Regions from separate parts of the Sus scrofa genome. Here region 1 is linked to region 2. The links are chromatin contacts, called in public Hi-C maps. All regions are on one chromosome and are shown on one strand. Each heading gives the region's core, a stretch centred on a gene start, on an enhancer-like site or on the middle of the called end of the contact. The rest is flanking DNA. Distances are from core to core; before and after follow the strand shown.

Region 1 (2,700 bases), core at 82-2,581, 130 kb after region 2:
ATTTACTGACACAAAATAAACTGTTTACAATTGTGGAGTGAATGCTCTTTTCTCTGAAACTTTGACTTCCTGTTTCTCTTCCAAATCCCTAAAGGGAAAGAAAAAGAAAAGAAAGAATTCATCTACTTAGGCTTACTCTGATGAAACTCAGGATAGTTTCATATCTCATATTCTTTAATTCTCTCCTCTTAAGGGACAGCTTAACTTGGCCAGGTACCTGTGTGTGTGTGTGATATGTGTGTGTGATGTGTATGTGTGTGTGATATGTGTGTATGTATGTGTTATGTGTGTGTATGTGTTTCTAAAGCAGAAAAGATGGTTTTCTTGACCACACTGAAGATTCCCTTGCTTAAGGAACCTCTCAACCATCACCAACACCACTTGGGCAAAGCCTACCCTTTGGAGGTACTGTTCAGAACCCCTAGTCCTCACTTCACAGCTCCTCGGGGACACACACAGCTGTGTGGTCGAGGCTTGCGACTAGCATTTTCACAAAGAAAGCAGTGACCTGCAGGTAGTACAGCACTAGGGCTTTAGCAGCATAAATGTCTCAACTTCTCTTCACACTGCGTTTCGCACATCAAAATCTATGGCTCAAATGTTCGGTCTTATATTTCAGGGGGAGTGCAGTTTCATGGTAGGTCATCTAAGGGCACTTTGACACTCCGGCAAATCAAGGTGTAGAAACCGGCTTTTTAAAGTTTTGAAAAGTTTCGCCGCCCCCCCCCCTCCCCTGCGAGAAAGGGCGCTCCCAAGAAGCGGAGGCGGTTCCGAAGCATCCCTAGCTGCGTGGGCCACTCGGCGCGGGGACGTGCGGCAGCCTTGTGCGTCCCCCTGACCGCCCGCGCCGCCAACCCGGGCCCCGCGTTTTCAAACAAAATGTCACGGGAGACCAGGGGGCGAGGAGCCGCCGGTCACCGCTCCCAGACGAGACCCCAGTCCCGCGGGCAGCAAAGGGAGCCATGTCGTGTGCCTGAGCTGCAGCAAGAGCCGCGGAGTTGAGTCCGGCGCTGGCCCGCTCCATCCCCCGGGTCTCCCGCCAGCCGGATCGGCCCGCCGCCCCCATCGTCCGCACGGCTTGCCCACCAGGGACGGCGCGTTCTCGAGGGGGCGGGGATCCCCGGACATCAGGGACACTGGGATCGCCCTTGGCTCCCGGCCCGTCCATCTGCCTACCTCTGCGCCAGCCCCCCAGTAGCGCCCGACGTCCTGGCAGCCCTTGGCGCGGGGTTCCAGGGGTTCTCAGCCGGCGCCCGCCTCACACCGAGCCCGGAGTGGGAGGGGGGAAGGACACCGCCTCCTCCTAGGACTGGCGGCCAGAGTAGCCAGGCAGAGGTCTCAGTCGACTTCATGACGTCACCTGGGGGTGTGGCTATGAGTTTGACTCCTCCCAGTCCCTACCCAAAGAGAGAGTTCTGTCCAGGAGCTGTACCTCTGGCCTCTGCCACGCTTAGAGCTCAGAGCCAGTTGCACTGTTCTCCCCCTTTCCATTCCCTCTGCCTGGACTCCGCACCCTCCCATTTGGTCTCCCAACCAGAAGCGTCTCCTCTTACCGATCTTTCACCGTCTTGCCAGGTTAGCTGTCCTTAAGGGCAGTGTTGATGTACATTCACTGTGACAAAGACCTTCACTGGCTTCCTTTTGCTTAAGTTATCAAAAACTTAGTCTAGTATTCAAGTCCTCCGTCCTGCTTTCTTCAGGTTTTGTTTGTTTTTTGTTTTTTGTCTTTTTGCCTTTTCTAGGGCCGCACTCGCGGCACATGGAGGTTCCCAGGCTAGGGGTCTAATTGGAGCTGTAGCCACCAGCCTACACCAGAGCCACAGCAACTCGGGATCCGAGCCATGTCTGTGACCTATACCACAGCTCATGGCAACGCTGGACCCTTAACCCACTCACTGATCGAGGCCAGCGATCAAACCTCAACTTCATGGTTCCTAGTCGGATTCGTTAACCTCTGAGCTACAAAGGGAACTCCTCTTCAGATTTATTTTTCACAGCTGCCCCTTCACTATGTGAGACGGTTACTGTGTGTTTCCCTATTCCAGGGAAGTCCATTTGGAACATTTACCTGCTATTTCCCATCTTTAAAAGTTCAAACTATCCTCTAAGACAGAGCTCAAATAATCTGTGTGTAACCATGCTTGTTGCCCCATTTAGCAGTAATCTCTTTTCTTGTTTCTGCACTCTGAGAATTTAGATTTTCACTCCTCTTGGCACAAGCTCATTCTGCTCTGCTTACCATTCCTTCTCTCTCCATTACATTGTGAAACCAGGAATTTGTTTTCTTTCTTTTTGCATCCTGCTCAGCACCTAGCACAGAGCATTGCGTAAATGAGTGATATTTTTATGGTAATTGGATTTTAATTTTAATCACAAGAAGGGGTCTGGAGGGGCCAGTCTCAGGGTTTTAAAAAAAGAGAGAGAGAATTCTGAAGGTTATGGGTAATCCCTTCCTAGGTCACAAAGCTAGATCAGACGAATTACTCCCTTTGGTTCACAGTTGGCCAATATAAAGTGGAAGGAGGATTTTTTTCATTACACTCTTTTTCTTTTCCTTCAGCTTATCTCACCTTATATAGAAAAAGCACAAAAGAGATAAAGATTTACAAAGTTCCACAGAGGGAAGGCAGTAAACGAATAAGACTAAAAGGCCAGCAAGTGAGTATCAGGCTTCCATATTTCTTCCAGATGAGCTCTAAT
Region 2 (2,707 bases), core at 173-2,672:
CATCTCTCTACACATGAATTTTACACGAATAAGATACCACTTTTTTTTTTTTAAAGTAAAGCCTAAATGAATTACGGAGTATTGAACTAAAAAAAACATGAGTAAGATTTGATGTTATAAGCTTGAATTTGCTACTTTCTACATCTATCAAGTATGCCAACTTGGGCACATTACCTAACCTCCCTGGAGCCTTCATTCCTTTATTAATTCAACACATATTTATTGAGCACCTAATATATGCAAGCGTCTGTGCTAGACCCCAGGCTCTAAAATGCTGATTTAAAAAAATACCAACTTTATAGGATTGCCACGATTGTTAAAACGTGATAATTCATTTAGGTTAGGGCCTGGTCTATATACAATTACCTAAAATAATAGAGTACTTATAATTACTATTTTAGGAATGAAAAGGGGGCAGAGAAAAGATCGAAATAAGCACTAAAATTCACACATTTATGTCGCAAGTGAGCCCCTAGGAACTCAATCCGGGCCTGTTGGCTCTTTAGTTACACACCGTTTCTTCATGATGTGATTATCTTCTTTCCAAGTTACCAGCGGGGCGGGGGGAAAAGAGAAGGAGGTGGTAGGTGCTAAAACCTGGTAGGTGCTAGAACCAATTATACGGTGATGGGAAGCTGACAATTTTTAAGGTTCACAAACTCTACAGAGATCACACTGCCCACATGTAAGGAAAACAGACTTATCCTGCTCGGTAATGGACTCCAGGACCCCTCTCTTCCTGATGTCGTTTTAAGTTGTTCAGAGAAGTTTTAGGTATCTACTTGAGAACAAGGAATTAACACTGACATCAGAGAACTGAAGAGGACTTGTTAGGTGATTAAAAACCCAGCCCCACCCCTGCTGCCCCTTTAAATTTGAGCTGACACTTTTCACAGTGTAACTTTCACAAGTTTCCCCTCATTTATTGTGGTGGCAAACATCTGCACCTGGAAGTGGCTTGGTGGTCTAGCTCACCGTCTGAAACTCGGCCCCTAGAACATTCCCTGTCCCGCAAGTAACTCTCATTAAGAAGTAAATGACTGGAGTAGAATGATCTTTCGAAATCTCTTAGCTTTTCCACCTGGGGAACTTTTATTTCGGCTTGCAGCAAAATCCACACGCTCAGGAATAATGCCTATGTATCCTTGACCATCTAAACAAGCGCTGCAAGCAGGAGAGACCCCAAATTTTCTTCCACCAGCAGGTCCCGCGTGGATCTTTAACCAAATATACCTGCGGGGGCCTCTTCCCCCCAGTCCCCACCACCCCACCCCTTTCTGGCAGGGCTGGGAAAGAGGGAAGGCTCTCGAGGGGAGCATAAGCCAGCAGCAAGCAGGGTTGCAGGGATACCTGGGCATCGCGGCCCGAGCGTCCCGGTATCTTGATCGAAGCGTAGGGCCCAGCTTAAAGCCTATCCGTCCGCGAGCTCCGAGCCGCGCCTGGTTGTGCGGGCTCTTATGTTGCCATGGTAGCGACGTCACAAGAACGGGATGCGTGCGGAAGAGGGGCATCACGGGAGATGTAGTTTCAGAGTTCTTCGTTAGGTAGTGGGAGACAGAGAGGAGATACGCGGTAATAAACCTGGGACCTAAAAGTTCTGGGCTGGACGTGTTCTTTGACTGAAAAAAGTATTTTACTGAGTACCAACTACTTATATGCCAGGAGGCTCTCCCTTTTCAATTGCTTTTCTCTTCCCAGTAGCAATGATTTGAAATTGAGGACGGAACAATCTTCTGAGCTATTTGCTAGTAATTTACTAGAGACAAAAATATTAACGATTTTTAGTATTTTCCAATTTTCTACTTGTTTGGTTGTTTCAGGATTTATGCAGTAACGCATCATTTATTAATAAGTTAGTAAAGAAATGCATCTCCTTAATACTTAATTTACTGTATCTCCAAATCAGTAACAAACATTGAGTTATTACTGAATGCAAGACTCTGCTATAGAGAGTAAGGAATGACGAGATGACTGCGACAAGATCACTGCCCTCGAGAGAGAAATACACAACTAATTACAATAATTCAAAGGAAGTCAGTGATACAAGCTATTGCTGGGTACAAACAATTTACATAAGAACAAGGGACTAATTATGCCTAAAGGAGTTGGTGAAACATACATGGCAGTGAAAATATTTTATCTGTCTTGAATGCTGAGTAGACCCAGGCTTTCTAGCCCAAGGTGTCCTGAATATTTGAAGAAGAAACTCCTCCTCCACCTTTCTGCCATTTGGCTTGGTCTCAAGAATATGGGCTTTGCAATAAGATAGATTTAAGTCCTGACTCAGCCACACTGGCTACATTGTCTCATTCCCACAATGAATACATCACTCCATTTCTCTGAGTCTTAGTTTCCTATCCTGTAAAGCAGGAGAAAAAGATGAGTGTTAAATGAGATAAATACATGTAAAACATAACTAATGTGCGTCTGACATAAGTGCTTAATAAGTTTTATTACTGTGTGGTAAGCTGCAGATCAGCAACGTTGAGGAAAGAAACACAAGAAAATGAAGCAGGGGGATGGTTGGTAGAAAGAAAGAGGCATTAGCTTCAGATAGAATCTTTGGAGATAAGATTCTCCCAAAACCTTGGAGACATAGGAGACTATAGTTGCACATCAGAGAAGAAATGGAGTTGAAGGGAGAAAGGATGGTAGCAAGGGGGTTTGCTACATCTACCATAGAATCAGCATCTATAGCCTGGGGCTG

What was found. Hi-C and Micro-C count contacts between places; a contact is called where the count stands out from the background.
Region 1: a Hi-C map of fibroblasts shows a contact between it and region 2, with 2.7 times the contacts expected there. The contact joins the promoter of PLEKHH2 here to the promoter of DYNC2LI1 in region 2. A contact is called at or near these places in 2 of 47 Hi-C or Micro-C datasets (embryonic fibroblasts and fibroblasts).

What each region holds. Positions count from the first base shown.
Region 1 is chr3:96,832,100-96,834,799 of Sscrofa11.1, forward strand. PLEKHH2 (pleckstrin homology domain-containing family H member 2) reads right to left here and starts at 1,332. Exons shown (of 29, transcript XM_021087575.1): 1 at 1,177-1,332.
Region 2 is chr3:96,701,790-96,704,496 of Sscrofa11.1, forward strand. It overlaps DYNC2LI1 (dynein, cytoplasmic 2, light intermediate chain 1), which reads right to left and starts at 1,423. Exons shown (of 13, transcript NM_001244749.2): 1 at 1,351-1,423. The coding sequence starts at 1,358.